Regions from separate parts of the Mus musculus genome. Here region 2 is linked to region 1. The links are chromatin contacts, called in public HiChIP or PLAC-seq maps. All regions are on one chromosome and are shown on one strand. Each heading gives the region's core, a stretch centred on a gene start, on an enhancer-like site or on the middle of the called end of the contact. The rest is flanking DNA. Distances are from core to core; before and after follow the strand shown.

Region 1 (7,396 bases), core at 3,890-6,389:
TTTGACACTGACTTTTCTGCCTCTCTCTTCTACTTATAAGGATGCCTATGATGAGACTGCACCCTCCCTGATAAGCCAAGGAAATCACTCTTTCTTTTTTTTTTTTTCAAGCTGGAGTAGCCATTTTATTTATTTTTTTTTTTAAATTAGTTATTTTCCTCATTTACATTTTCAATGCTATCCCAAAGGTCCCCCATACCCACCCCCCCAATCCCCTACCCACCCACTCCCCCTTTTTGGCCCTGGCGTTCCCCTGTACTGGGGCATATAAAGTTTGCAAGTCCAAAGGGCCTCTCTTTCCAGTGATGGCTGACTAGGCCATCTTTTGATACATATGCAGCTAGAGACAAGAGCTCCAGGGTACTGGTTAGTTCATATTGTTGTTCCACATATAGGGTTGCAGTTCCCTATAGCTCCTTGGGTAATTTCTCTAGCTCCTCCATTAGGGGCCGTGTGACCCATCCAATAGCTGACTGTGATCATCCACTTCTGTGTTTGCTAGGCCCCGGCATAGTCTCACAAGAGAGAGCTATAACTGGGTCCTTTCAGCAAAATCTTGCTAGTGTATGCAATGGTGTCAGCATTTGGAAGCTGATTATGGGATGGATCCCTGCATATGGCAGTCACTAGATGGCCCATCCTTTCGTCACAGCTCCAAATTTTGTCTCTGTAACTCCTTCTATGGGTGTTTTGTTCCCATTTCTAAGAAAGGGTAAAGTGTCCACACTTTGGTCTTCGTTCTTCTTGAATTTCATGCGTTTGGCAAGTTGTATCTTATATCTTGGGTATCCTAAGTTTCTGGGCTATTATCCACTTATCAGTGAGTACATATTGTGCAAGTTCCTTTGTGATTGGGTTACTTCACTCAGGATGATACCCTCCAGGTCCATCCATTTGCCTAGGAATTTCATAAATTCATTTTTTTAAGGTCAAATCTAAGTGGATTAAGGAACTCCACATAAAACCAAAGACACTGAAACTTATAGAGGAGAAAGTAGGGAAAAGCCTCGAAGATATGGATACAGGGGAAAAATTCCTGAATAGAACAGCAATGGCTTGTGCTGTAAGATCAAGAATCGATAAATGGGACCTCATAAAATTGCAAAGCTTCTGCAAAGCAAAAGACACCGTCAATAAGACAAAAAGGCCACCAACAGATTGGGAAAGGATCTTTACCTATCCCAAATCGGATAGGGGACTAATATCCAATATATATAAAGAACTCAAGAAGATGGACTCCAGAAAATCAAATAACCCCATTAAAAATGGGGCTCAGAGCTGAACAAAGAATTCTCACCTGAGGAATACCGAATGGCAGAGAAACACCTGAAAAAATGTTCAACATCCTTAATCATCAGGGAAATGCAAATCAAAACAACACTGAGATTCCACTTCACTCCAGTCAGAATGGCTAAGATCAAAAACTCAGGTGACAGCAGATGTTGGCGAGGATGTGGAGAAAGGGGAACACTCCTCCATTGTTGGTGGGATTGCAAGCTTGTACAACCACTCTGGAAATCAGTCTGGTGGTTCCTCAGAAAATTGAACATAGTACTACCGGAGGATCCCGCAATACCTCTCCTGGGCATATATCCAGAAGATGTCCCAACCGGTAAGAAGAACACATGCTCCACTATGTTCATAGCAGCCTTGTTTATAATAGCCAGAAGCTGGAAAGAACCCAGATGCCCCTCAACAGAGGAATGGATACAGAAAATGTGATACATTTACACAATGGAATACTACTCAGCTATTAAAAGAAATCACTCTTTTATTTATTTATTTATTTATTTATTTATTTATTTATTTATTTATTTATTATATGTAAGTACACTGTAGCTGTCTTCAGACACTCCAGAAGAGGGAGTCAGATCTCATTATGGGTGGTTGTAAGCCACCATGTGGTTGCTGGGATTTGAACTTCGAACCTTTGGAAGAGCAGTTGGGTGCTCTTACCCACTGAGCCATCTCACCAGCCCCAGAAATCACTCTTTCTTAAAGGCAGTTAATTAGCAACCTTCATTTTATCCATAATCTCATGGGTCTTTTGCCTTTCCATGTAATATTTGGCATGAATGAGTCAACACGTGTAGCTTGCTGAACTTTGTGTTGGAACTTTTTGTGTTTGAGACAGGGACTCAAGTATCCCATCTGGCTTTAACCCACTGTATAGCCAATGATGAGTGGAAACTTTTGATCCTCCTTCACCTCCTCAGTGCAGGAATTGCCAGCTTGTGTTACCGTAACTGGTTTGTGAGATGCCAGCAGTTGAACTCAGGGCTTCATGCATGTTAGGCCAGCACCAGTTCAACTGAGCTGCATCTGCAGAGGCTGCTGGACTGTGTTAAGTCTATAGATCCAGTGAGGAAGAAATGACATATTTGACAGCACTGCCTTCCCATACATGAATACAAAATCTCTCCACTTAGTTTCTTGTTTGATATGTGTCTTCGTTAGGGTTACTATTGCTGTGATAAAACACCGTAACCAAAGCAAGCTAGGGAGAAAGGGCTTATTTGGCTTACATTTGTATATAGCTGTTAATCACCAGAGGAAGTCAGGACATGAACTCAAACAGGGCAAGAAATTGGAGGCAAGAGCATTGGTGCAGAGACCATGCATGGATGCTGCTTACATGCTTGCTCATCTGGGGTTTGTTTGTTAGTTTGTTTGCCTTTTTCTTTTTTTAAATTTTATTTTATTAGATATTTTCTTTATTTATATTTCAAATGCTATTCCGAAAGTTCCCTATACCCTCCCCCTGCCCTGCTCCCCTCCCCTCCCACTCCCACTTCTTGGCCCTGGCATTCCCCTGTACTGGGGCATATAAAGTTTGCAAGACATAGGGGCCTCTCTTCCCAATGATGGCTGACTAGGCCATCTTCTGCTACATAACACAGGGTTTCTCTGTGTAGCTCTAGCTATCTTGGAACTCAATCTATAGACCAGGCTGGTCTTGAACTCAAAAGAGATCCACCTGCCTCTGCCTCCTGAGTGCTGGGATTAAAGCCAGGTGTCATCACTCCAGGCTCAGCCTGCTTTCTTATAGAACCCAGGACTACCAGGGCAGGGGTTACACTGCCCACAATGGGCTGGGCCCTCTCCCATCAATCACTAATTAAGAGAATGCCTTACAGCCAGTCTTATGGAGACATTTTCTCACATTAGGTTGCCTCTTTTCAGATAGCTCTAGTTTGTGTGTCAAGTTGACATAAGACTAGCTAGCACAATATATTTACCAAAGCTTTGGAGAGTCACTCTTTTAAGAATGTATATATTTTGTTAAATCTATACCCTTGTGCTTTATTTTGGGGTTATTAATGATAGTGGTAACTTGTTTTATTCGAAATATCATTCATTAATTGTTCACATATAGGTAGGAATTGGCTTTCTTTTTTTTGTTTTTTTGTTTCTTTTTTCTTTTTTCTTTTTTTGGTTTTTTTGAGACAGGGTTTCTCTGTATAGCCTTGGCTGTCCTGGAACTTACTCTGTAGACCAGGCTGGCCTCGAACTCAGAAATCCGCCTGCCTCTGCCTCCGGAGTGCTGGGACTAAAGGTGTGCGCCACCACATCCGGCTAGGAATTGGCTTTCTTATGTTAATTTTGTGCTCTTTTTTGAGGTGAGCTGTGGGCTACTTTGGGGTTGAACATGGGACCTTGTGTACGCTAGGCTCACTCTAGCCGTGAGCAAAATCCCTAGTCCTCTGCTTATACTTTATTTTTAGGCAGTGTCTCACTAAATTGTCGAGGCTGGCCTTGAACTCCCACTGTAACCCAGGTCCGTCTTGAATTTGCCATTCACCCAGCTCTGCCCATCAAGTATCCATGGTTCCAAGCTTGCTCCACCAGGCCTGGCTGATTCTCTTATACTTTCTGCATAGTTTGTTATCAATGAACAAAGGTAATTTTCATCTTCTTCCCCAATCACTGGACCTCATGTTTATTTTCCTCATCTTAGCAAGCTCCTTAAGGCTGACATGAGAAGCTGTGGTGAGAAGCTAGGGCTCACACTTGTTTCATTTTTTATCTTAGCATGAAAGCTTCTAGCTGGCTAGAAGCTACATCTGTATATCTAATTATATCTGTAGGGCTGCTCTTCTCACCAGATAGTGTAGCATTCTTGTGGCTTCTGAGGGTAAGGACTCTTTGGGGGATAAGAAGGAGTCTGTATTTGGTTACCAGCCACAATAAATTCAAATGAACAACACTGAGACATTTCAACATCAGCACCTTCTCTAGTATTAGCAATAACATACTTACTCCATCTACAAAAGGCTCCAGCAGGAGGAGACAGAAGAGAGAGGGCTGACTGGATCGTGTGCTCATCTGTCTGCTTGGCTGTTTGGTTGCCTTTCTTCTCTGAGGGATTTGAGTCTGTGGTTAACACTCATATCTGGTTTTCTGTCATTGGATGAAGGCTTATTTCCTAAGGCTTTTGTTTAAAATGTTTTTAACTGTAAGAAACTTAATTTTATGGGCACAACATTTACAATCTGCTTGGACAAGGGGCACTAAGTTTTAGAGCCCAGTGTGTGAACCTGGGGGTGACAGTGGGGCTTGACACTCTTCTTCCAGGGGATCACACCACAAGGTCATGGCAGCCCCCATCAACCCTGTTCATATAGGTATTGAGGAGCTTGCTGCTTTTTAGTTCTCTGAAAACAGAAACAAAGAGAATATTCTTGTGGCTTGGGTGTCGATTAGTAAGAAGAAAAACATCCTGAACAGTTCCACCCTGGAAAGACTGTGGTCAAGGGAGACCACGGAATCTGCTCTCTGGAAGTCTCAACTGCTTGCCACAGTTTAGGTGTGGCTCTGGGTAATGTCAGGCAAGTGGCCAAGAGGTCACCCATTCCTCTCTTCCCTCTGAGTCAGTGGATTTCTCTCTTTCTCTCTCTCTACCTCTGTCTCCCTGTCTGTCTCCGTCTTTCCCCTCTCCCTCCTCTTTTCCCCTTTCTCTGTCCCTCCCTCCCTTTCTCCCCTCTCTCTGCCTCCTCCTCCTCATTCTCTCTCTCTGTCCCTCCCTCCCTCCCTCTCTTGCTCCCTTCCTTCTTTTCCCTGCCCCCCACCCCCACCCCAGGGTATGCATCATTACTCCCGTAGTTCCCTCCAGGGCACTCAAGCAACTGCAGACATCTGTTCTCACTATGCTCTTTCTTGTGAGTTAGGGCTTCCCTGGTTACCTTCTGTATACTGTGCTTTGGGGAAGCAACTTCTGAACACCACTGCTGTGGCTAATTATTCTGTAAGAAGACTTTACTCTGGCTCTTCTTTGCCCTTATTGGTATGTATGTATGTATGTATGTATGCTTTCTTCTATAATTTAGTCTAACTTCCCCAACTGTAAGGTGGGCTATTTTCAGTCCTTTGGTTTAATAAACACATTTTATTAAAAAAAATTAATAGTGATTCTTCTATGAGAAAAACACTCCACCAAATTAATTGTTTTCCAACTTGGTTTGTATGAGGACAGTGTGGATGAATCCCTCTTTGGATGCATCAGAAAAGAGCAATAACTGTGGCCTAAAGAATGAGAGGTCCAGCCCATGTATGTATCCTCTTTGGATCCAGGGTAGTTGACTCTGTTGGTCTTCCTGTGGGGTCTCTGATGTGCCTAGTCCTGCAGAGACTTGATGAGTCAGGATGGAGGGAGGAGGGGAGCCAGATACTGGGATGTAAGGCGAATAAATAAATAAATAAACAAATGGAAAAATGTAAGGAATAGGCAGTAATTGCACTCACAATGTGTGAGGAGCAAACAGCCAGGCGTCCGTTTACTTGTGCTTCTCCAGATGCTTCTATAAAGGTTCTTTAGGTGTGGTGTTGGTCTAGTGGTGAGCTTGGCTGCCTTCTGTCTTTAAGCCAGTCACTTGCTAATGTACAGATTTCCTACCTCAGAGAAGGAAGGCACTGTAGAAGGAGGAATCCATGATTATGTTGGCTTCTATTTTACCCAAATTGACCATCATTTGAAGACATAAGCCATCCTTCCAATTGCATGAAAGGAGACAAATGCTGATAGTTACTGGCAGTAAGAGAAATGGGAAGAGGAAAGCTCTTCCAAAAGCCAGCATTGTCCATTGGACTTGAGAGAGCAGGTACAGAAGTTTAGATTCATCATTATTCTTAGTCGGCATGAGAGCAGATTAATGCATGATAACATAGAAAACAATAGCTTACCCTCCAGCTAAAAGATGGCTATCAGAGACTCTATGTCCTTTCAGCCCTTTCAAGGGTTTCCAGCCCTTCTGACCTCAACTAGAATCCACTGAAATTCCCCTTTCCAATTTTAATGCCCAAGTCCCTACTATCTCAGTTCCCAGAGGAATGGACTCAGTCAGCATCATTGAGAATGAGTGTAGATAAATGGGTTTCAGTGGCTGAGCATCTGCATCTGCATCAGTCTGACTGACTTAGAATCCTGTCCTGGTTCTGCTGGCACTAGCCACATGGGTAAATTTCTTAGCCAGCATGCCACAATGATCATCATCTGAGACACTTTTGGGAAGGGCAATGTCATCCATAATTATGGCAGAAAAAAATAATTATAGCAGTATGACAGGCATAAATAAAAGTTGTAATAAATTTTAATTGGGAGTTTCTACCCCATCTTAGATCATTTAATTCCCAAATAAAAGGCACAAAATATTTATATTTATAACAAGCCTTAAAGCACTAGAGCTGGGCAGATATCAACCATCTATGCTGTTTTGTCTACTTCCATGACAATATGACTTGCCATGTTCTACCTGGACAGCTCTTATTCCAACTGTCTGGTCCTCATGGCCATGTGCTTATAATCCATCTCCCCATAGAGATGGAGATGGATCTTTCTTCTCCTTCCCCCTCACCTAGTGTCTTCTTAGACCCCAAACTGGGGAACCAATGTCCTGCCTACCTGTCTTCTGTCCAACTACAGGCTGTAGGCATCTTTATTAATCAATAGTTTTAAATTAAAGAGCAAGATTTGCACAACAAAAGTTGGTAAATGTGGGAATTTATTCACACACAAGAAGAACTTTGGGTACAGAATTTAGAATTTCAATATATAGCAACAGACCAAACCTCAACAAAAACTGGCTGTGGTCAAACCAGAATGCCTTGCCACCAAACTCTTAGCAAGATTGACCCTTTCCTCTGAAAAACTCATGGGGACATTGTGAAGATGTGAAAAACTGCCACCTGTGATAACAAGCAGGGTCCCCAGAGACCAGTGATAGTAAAAAAGGTCAGGGGATGTTGGTTGCTATTGTGAGTACTTCTCTAACTCCTCAGATCCCTCAGGGTTATCTGAGATGTTGAACAGTACCAAAAACTACTATCTACTATTTGATTATCCTGTAGAAATCACTGAAAGTCTTAGGTTTATTTCCTTTAAAAACAATACACTATAGTA
Region 2 (6,475 bases), core at 2,796-5,295, 73 kb after region 1:
GATCACTGACTCTTTCCTGACACTGATCACCAAAGTCCAACTATCAAAACACCAAGGTCCAGCAGTCAAAATTCTTTATTTGGCTACATCTACTCATAGGTTCAATCAGGACTCACCAGTTCATCCTAGCACAGACTTCTCTTTCTCCTTAAAACCTGTCTCTGCAAACATCTGCTGCTGTCTTTGCCTGGTCCAGAAACAGGCCTCCCCAAACCCACAACTTACCATTTTAGGGTAATCCCCTTTGTGCTGAGAAGGTGGTGTCTGGGTATGTTCTGTGTCAACTCTGTTGCTCCTTACAAGGGTTTTGGGGTTTATTTTATGTTTTCAAGACAGGGTTTTGTGTTGCCCAAGTTGGTCCCAAATTTGCCAAGTCTGACCTTAAACCCTAGATATACTTGCCTCCATGTGCATCTTCTGGGATCATAAGTGTGTACTGTCACCCTGGCTAACCAATGGAAAATTATTTAGCAGCTTCCATACATCATGAATGTGACCATATTCAATGAAGGGTAAACAATATCTGTGTTAGCAGAATGCAGCAAACGTTATAGATACAGAAAAAGGCAACTAGTGTGATGGGCTTGGTGGTTTGTGATGTCCATGATTTATGTGACAGGGGGCAGGGGTGGCAGGGAAAAGCCATGGGAGGCTAAAGAAAAGTTAGAAAATGGAAATACTGATTGTAATAGTGTCCCCACTGATACGGTAGCTGGCTAGGGTGCAAGGCAGGAAATCCCAAGAAGTTTCCCCTGGCAGTGGCAGAGGGTCTTGAAGTGTAGAACACCACATCATCTTGCATCCACTTTAAGTAATTTATTATTCCACGAGGAGAGAGTCCCTCTTTGCTATTCCCAAAGTTTCAGGAAGATCTGTTATGCACGTTGGCCCTTTATCAGTGGTGAATTTGGAAGAGATGAGAAGCAAATAATTAATTGTTTCTGAAAAAATGTGAAGAATGGTTGTGCGTAGCATGAGAGGAAGAAGCTAGCTACAGGCGATGAAAGATGGTGAGGTTCTCAGTAGACCTCTTGGAGGGATACTTGAGCTGACGTGCTTGTCCCAGTTTGTGAGCTTATGACTCAGGGCTGAACCATTTTAATACAAGGTGGCCAGGGGAAGCTGAGGGCATGAGGACCCACTCTTCAAAAGATCGGTGACATAGTAAAGTGTGTGTGTGTGTGTGTGTGTGTGTGTGTGCTCTTCATCAGCAGGCCTATCTTGAGACCTCGGTAATACAGTGTTGACTTTAAGAACTCTATGTTGTATTGTTCCTGTGAAATGCAAGGAGGCCTTTAATGTAAAGATGTGTAAATGTCTCTATAAACTCACTTTTAATAGTATACATTCTTTTAAAATGTATTTTTATTTGTGTGTATGGGTTTTATTTATATGGTTATGTGTCTCTGTGAGTGTATGACATTTGTATGTTGTACCTGTGTGTGTGTGTGTGTGTGTGTGTGTACACGCACAAGTGCACTTTCTGGGAACTGAATTCAGAGCCCCTGGAAGAGCAGCAAATGCTCTAACCTCTGAGCCATTTCTCCAGCTCTGATATTAGATAATCTTGACATCATTATTAATTTTCATTTCAGAGCTTAGTGTCTTGGGGAAAACTCGGTAAAGTTTTTAAGATCCAACTCTTTACATTTGTATTGGGTTTGTGCAATGCTGGTGAGCCTCTGCTCTGTCTGTGTACAGTATGGCTACAGACAAAATGTTTACACACACCAAATGAGCCCCCCCTTCAGAGGGAGAACAGCTCCCGATGAAGCTCACCTGCTTCTCTTGACAGAGATAGTTAATTCACACACACAGATGCTTGGCTAAGTCCCTAATTTTTCAAATGGAATTTAAGTGGGCTAATTAAAATAACATGGAAATAATTTTTAAGTGTGGGCCTTTACAAGCCTTTTGGTTCTCAATTAGCCTTGTTTCTAATAATAATAAAAGGCAACAATGCACCCAGTAATTAGTAAATTAAAACCATCAAAGAAAACCTCAAGGCCTGATAAGAGCTCCAATTTTTTAAAGTGTTCTCATGTCAAGAGGTTATTTAAAGTACAGTTTTATAGATGCTTTCCTTTTAAGTCAAATTCTCTTAGGTAATAAGATACCGAGCTGCATTGCCTTTAATTTTATCTGGCCAAGCTTCCCTCCATCTGTTTTCCCATAATGCTCTCATTCTCTCCTCCAGATGTTTGGCACGGGATCTCAACTTGATGTCTATGTCTTCTTGTTGTCCTTCACCTCACACGAACCTTCCCAGTCATAGTTCTTTGGAAATTGACACAAGGTGCTTTACTTCAAGTTACCATCCTTTGCTTAACAAGATCCATCTCTAAGGTCAGTGCAGTTTAAAAAAACCTCTCTTTCCGTGTAGAATTCCCTCGATGTGCATATTTTTAAAAAGATACCAGAGAACAAGACACCTAAGCGGCATGGCTCATGCTCACATGAGGCAGGCAAACTCGGGAACTGAGTTAGAGATCAGCATTTTGCTTTGGATTCTAAAGATTTGATTTCCTGAGAAATAGAGGTTTTCCATCAGTCTTGCTACAGCTTCAACTTTGATCAACTCCTCTATTCAATAGAGGGTCAAACACCTGAAGGGAAAGAAGAGGGTTCTTCAGAGCACATGTGGGGAGAGGATCGTTTGTGCATGCCCACTGGAAAGACAAATGACCCGCCTCCCGCCTCTCCTGCTCTCTCAGTGATCTCTGCTGGTTGGTGGATCAGAGACAATCCAGGCTCTTACTAATCTGCCCTGTCACAGAGTGAGCCATGTGAAAACAAAGGTTTAAGGGCCTAAAAACTAAAATACGACTTTTAAGGAAAATCTGCTGGCAAGGAAAAACTTTTCTGATTAAAATGTAGAGCAAGCCAGGAAAAGTCTTCCTGAAGCCACCTGCAGACATTCCATTATATACCTGTGTTCAAAGCCAAGCTGGAACCAAAGCTTATTGACCAGGAAGAGAGAAAAAGATATATATATATATATATATATATAATTTCTGTAAGATATTTTCAAGGTGCAAAGTGATCTGGAAAAATGCTGTGAGTTCAGGGATAGCCTGGGCTAAAGAATGAGACCATATCTCAACAACAAAACAAAAAAACATCTTGAAACACAAACAAGAAAGGAAAGAGGATGGAAGGAAGGAAAGAAGGAAGGGATAGATAGAGGGGAGGCTGCTCTTCCTGTTGTCTTTATTTTGACTTCCTCTCTCTTTACTCGTCCTTCCTTACTGTCAACACCTGGCAAAGTTCTGATTGATGCATGCTGCACAGAGCATTGGTCTACAGGCTCTTAGTTCTGATTGGAGCATACTACACCGAGCACTAGCCTACAGCCTCTCTGGGGCCTGATGCACCTCTCCTAGTAGAAGACCTGGCATCTGTTTAGGAGACATATGTCAAAGTGTAGAGGGAGAAGACTCAAGGATCCCCCCATCAGTATGGATGGAAGAGACTCTCCAAGAGCTCATTCTCTGAACTGGAAGAGAAGAGAGTAGAAAAAACAAAGGAACAATGGATGTGTGGGCCCACAGGGAATGAGAGGACAGAAGTGTAAGAAAGCTTAAAGGAGGGGGTGCTTTTAGGACTAAGGTGTGGTGTCCCAGCTCTCAGGCAGATGTGCACTGGATGATGTATAAGTCATAAATGGCTGACACGAATATGGAGCTAATTTTGAACTTACTTACCTGGCAGTCCCATTGTGCGATCTTGCCTTGATTAGACTACAATCTGGCTGCATCTTCCCAGCCTTCTAACAGATGAGCTGAGCTGTACTGGTCACCCTTCCATCAACTGATTGCTAAGTCAGTTGCTGCTCAGAGATCTCTGAGAAACAGCTTTGCACTTTTGAATTGTGGCTGTTTATCTGTACATTGAAAATAATCTCCCAGGGTTAAGAATTAAATGTGATAATGCCCTCTGCCCCCAAAAGTGACTCTTTCTTACATCATTGTTTGTCATGAGTCACCCGAAACTCCTGATTTCCCAGTTTTTGCTTATAAAGTAAGAAAGCCCCATTGGCGTTCTTGCCTTCTCCCTGACAAGTTCAAAGTCTGTTTACTTTAAGCTCATTTCATCCATTATCACAGGCTGCTCAGTGCTGTAATTATGAAGGAACTCTGTCTTCTCTTCCACTGATTTCTAGACATCACCAGAAGATTGGTTCTTCTGTTTACCATACTGTACATTTTCTAGATAAAATCCCCAATGTTGTTTACCAAAAGCCCTACACAAAGTTTTCAATTATGAAATTAAATTTAAAACGATAAATATTAACATATTAAAAATAAGGTGAAATTCCCCCTCCAAAAAAATAATAATCAGTTTTCAAAGACTATGTTTTAAATATCTAGTCATGGTTCCCTGAAGATAATCACGGCCTGGGTCATACCACATACAGTGTTTTGACATAAATCAAGTCGATAATATGAAATTGAATAGAACTTATTTTGAGCCTCATACTAATGAAGGAAGGAAACTAGAATCACATGGAAAGGAGCTGCCAAACATTGGACAGCCTGCTAATGTAAAAAGATGGAATGTTTCTTTTCACTATCCCTAAGTCATTGGGATGGCAGGTGTGCCTGGTTTATGTTGTTGCTCCTGTTTTTGATTGAAGAGTAAACTCTGCCTGTAGCCAGTTAATCATCTGCATTTTTCGGAAAACTTAATTGAGAGGTTATTGCTGGCTCTGCTTCCTTCTTCCTCTACATCTCCACTGAGCATCAGCAATCACAGTAATGTACGGCTTTGCTGGCAACTCACAGGGCACATGCAGAAGCACAGATCATGGTTGTTAGACCTGCCAGATGTTCCTGGTCCCTTGCTGTAATTAAGTCCCATCTTAGCTGGATTGGAAAGATCAGGAAACCACAGTTCTAATTAAGAATATTCATGAGTTTGCACCTTGGAAAGCGGGCAATCACATGATGTGCCAGAGTGGATGCAGTCCTTTGAGAAGGGAATAAAAGTAATAATAATATTGCAATTTTAAATAGATAACAGGAATAGACTATGGGGCATTCTGCAGTGAAACGGAGGTATGTGAAATTGAATGAACTATTTGAACTCAGTCAAACCTGTCTTAATAAACTTGAAAGGTCTATGCCAGAGACTTTTAATACTGGTTGCACATTATCATCTGAAAAACTTTTTAAAAAAGGAAATCACTCAAACCTGGCCCCTCTGCCTCCCACCTCAAGGACCAACAAAAAGACACAGCATCCTCTGGCCTAGTTGGTCATCAATGGGAGGAGAGGTCCTTGGTCCTGTGAAGGTTCTATGCCCCAGTATAGGAGAATGCCAGGGCTAGGAAGTGAGAGTGGGTGGGTTGCTGAGCAGGGCAGGGGGAGGGGATAGGAGGTTTTCTGAAGGGAAACCAGGAAAGGGGATAACATTTAAAATGTAAATAAAGAAAATATCTAATAATAAAAGAAACGAAAAGACACAGTGTCCTCATTGCCACCTCTATAAGGAATCACCGCTAGGCAGTTGCTATGGCAACCATGAGTGTTCTTAGACATCCAAACTGAGAATTGAAAGCATGTTCAGCTGGACTGTGAACAGTGCAGTGTTTTGCTATGTTCAGAGTGAAGAAACGGCCCAACCCTACTCATGTTCACCATCATGCGGTGAGTGTTTGGGATATGGGACTGAAACCAAAACCTGAAATGATACACAATTCTGGAGCCTTATTTTTAAACTATGGTGAAATACAAACTTTTCGTTGTTGTTGCTGTGCTTGAAGTCTTCAGGATATGAAACTCCAGAGATGCAAGGACAAGCCTCATGTCACAGAGGGAGAGCACAATACAAGGCAGAACTACTTGTTGGAGCGCAAAGCTGTCCTAGGAACCTGGTGTTGGCATAATGTGTGCACCTATGGAAACCAATCAAGTCCCTTGTGAAACAAAGGGTTTGAATGAATACAATCCCATCATAAGTTTGAAAGCTTGGGAAACCTCTAGCATGAGGACTTATCATCAGACAGGGATGAGAACCACCCCCAGAGCTTTTCAGATCAAACACTTTCAAGGTGCACTAAGGTCTTTTTTTTTTTTTTTTTTAATTAGGTATTTAGCTCATTTACATTTCCAATGCTATACCAAAAGTCCCCCTTACCCACCCACCCCCACTCCCCTACCCTCCCACTCCCCCCCTTTGGCCCTGGCGTTCCCCTGTACCGGGGCACACAAAGTCAAAGATAAAGGAATTGGCCGGGTGTGGTGGCGCATGCCTTTAATCCCAGCACTTGGGAGGCAGAGGCAGGCGGATTTCTGAGTTCGAGGCCAGCCTGGTCTACAGACTGAGTTTCAGGACAGCCAGGGCTATACAGAGAAACCCTGTCTGGAAAAACCAAAACCAAACCAAAACAAAACAAAGAAACAAAAAGCTAAAAGTTCTAATGTCTCTGAATCCCCCTTTAGCCAACAATTTCATCATTCTAGTGATGACAATC

Evidence for each region. HiChIP or PLAC-seq counts read pairs in DNA pulled down with a chosen protein or histone mark.
Region 2: an HNF4G HiChIP or PLAC-seq map of pancreatic cancer cells shows a contact between it and region 1. The contact joins two enhancer-like sites. A contact is called at or near these places in 4 of 39 promoter capture datasets (the 3T3-L1 cell line, cranial neural crest, hippocampal neurons and 1 more), 1 of 15 datasets of contacts at CTCF or cohesin (pro-B cells), 2 of 484 Hi-C or Micro-C datasets (cortical neurons and nephron progenitors) and 1 of 115 datasets of contacts at active chromatin or transcription factors (pancreatic cancer cells).

Annotation. Positions count from the first base shown.
Region 1 is chr1:63,772,327-63,779,722 of GRCm38.p6, forward strand. No RefSeq gene overlaps it. Among named protein-coding and RNA genes, the nearest start is that of 4933402D24Rik, 6.8 kb to the left of the region's middle. Within about 2 kb of position 5,140, at least 59 of the 459 cell types and tissues checked have an H3K27ac peak or open chromatin away from gene starts, as enhancers often do. A contact at or near this core is called in pancreatic cancer cells, where this site is marked.
Region 2 is chr1:63,846,361-63,852,835 of GRCm38.p6, forward strand. No RefSeq gene overlaps it. Among named protein-coding and RNA genes, the nearest start is that of 4933402D24Rik, 80 kb to the left of the region's middle. Within about 2 kb of position 4,046, at least 12 of the 459 cell types and tissues checked have an H3K27ac peak or open chromatin away from gene starts, as enhancers often do. A contact at or near this core is called in pancreatic cancer cells, where this site is marked.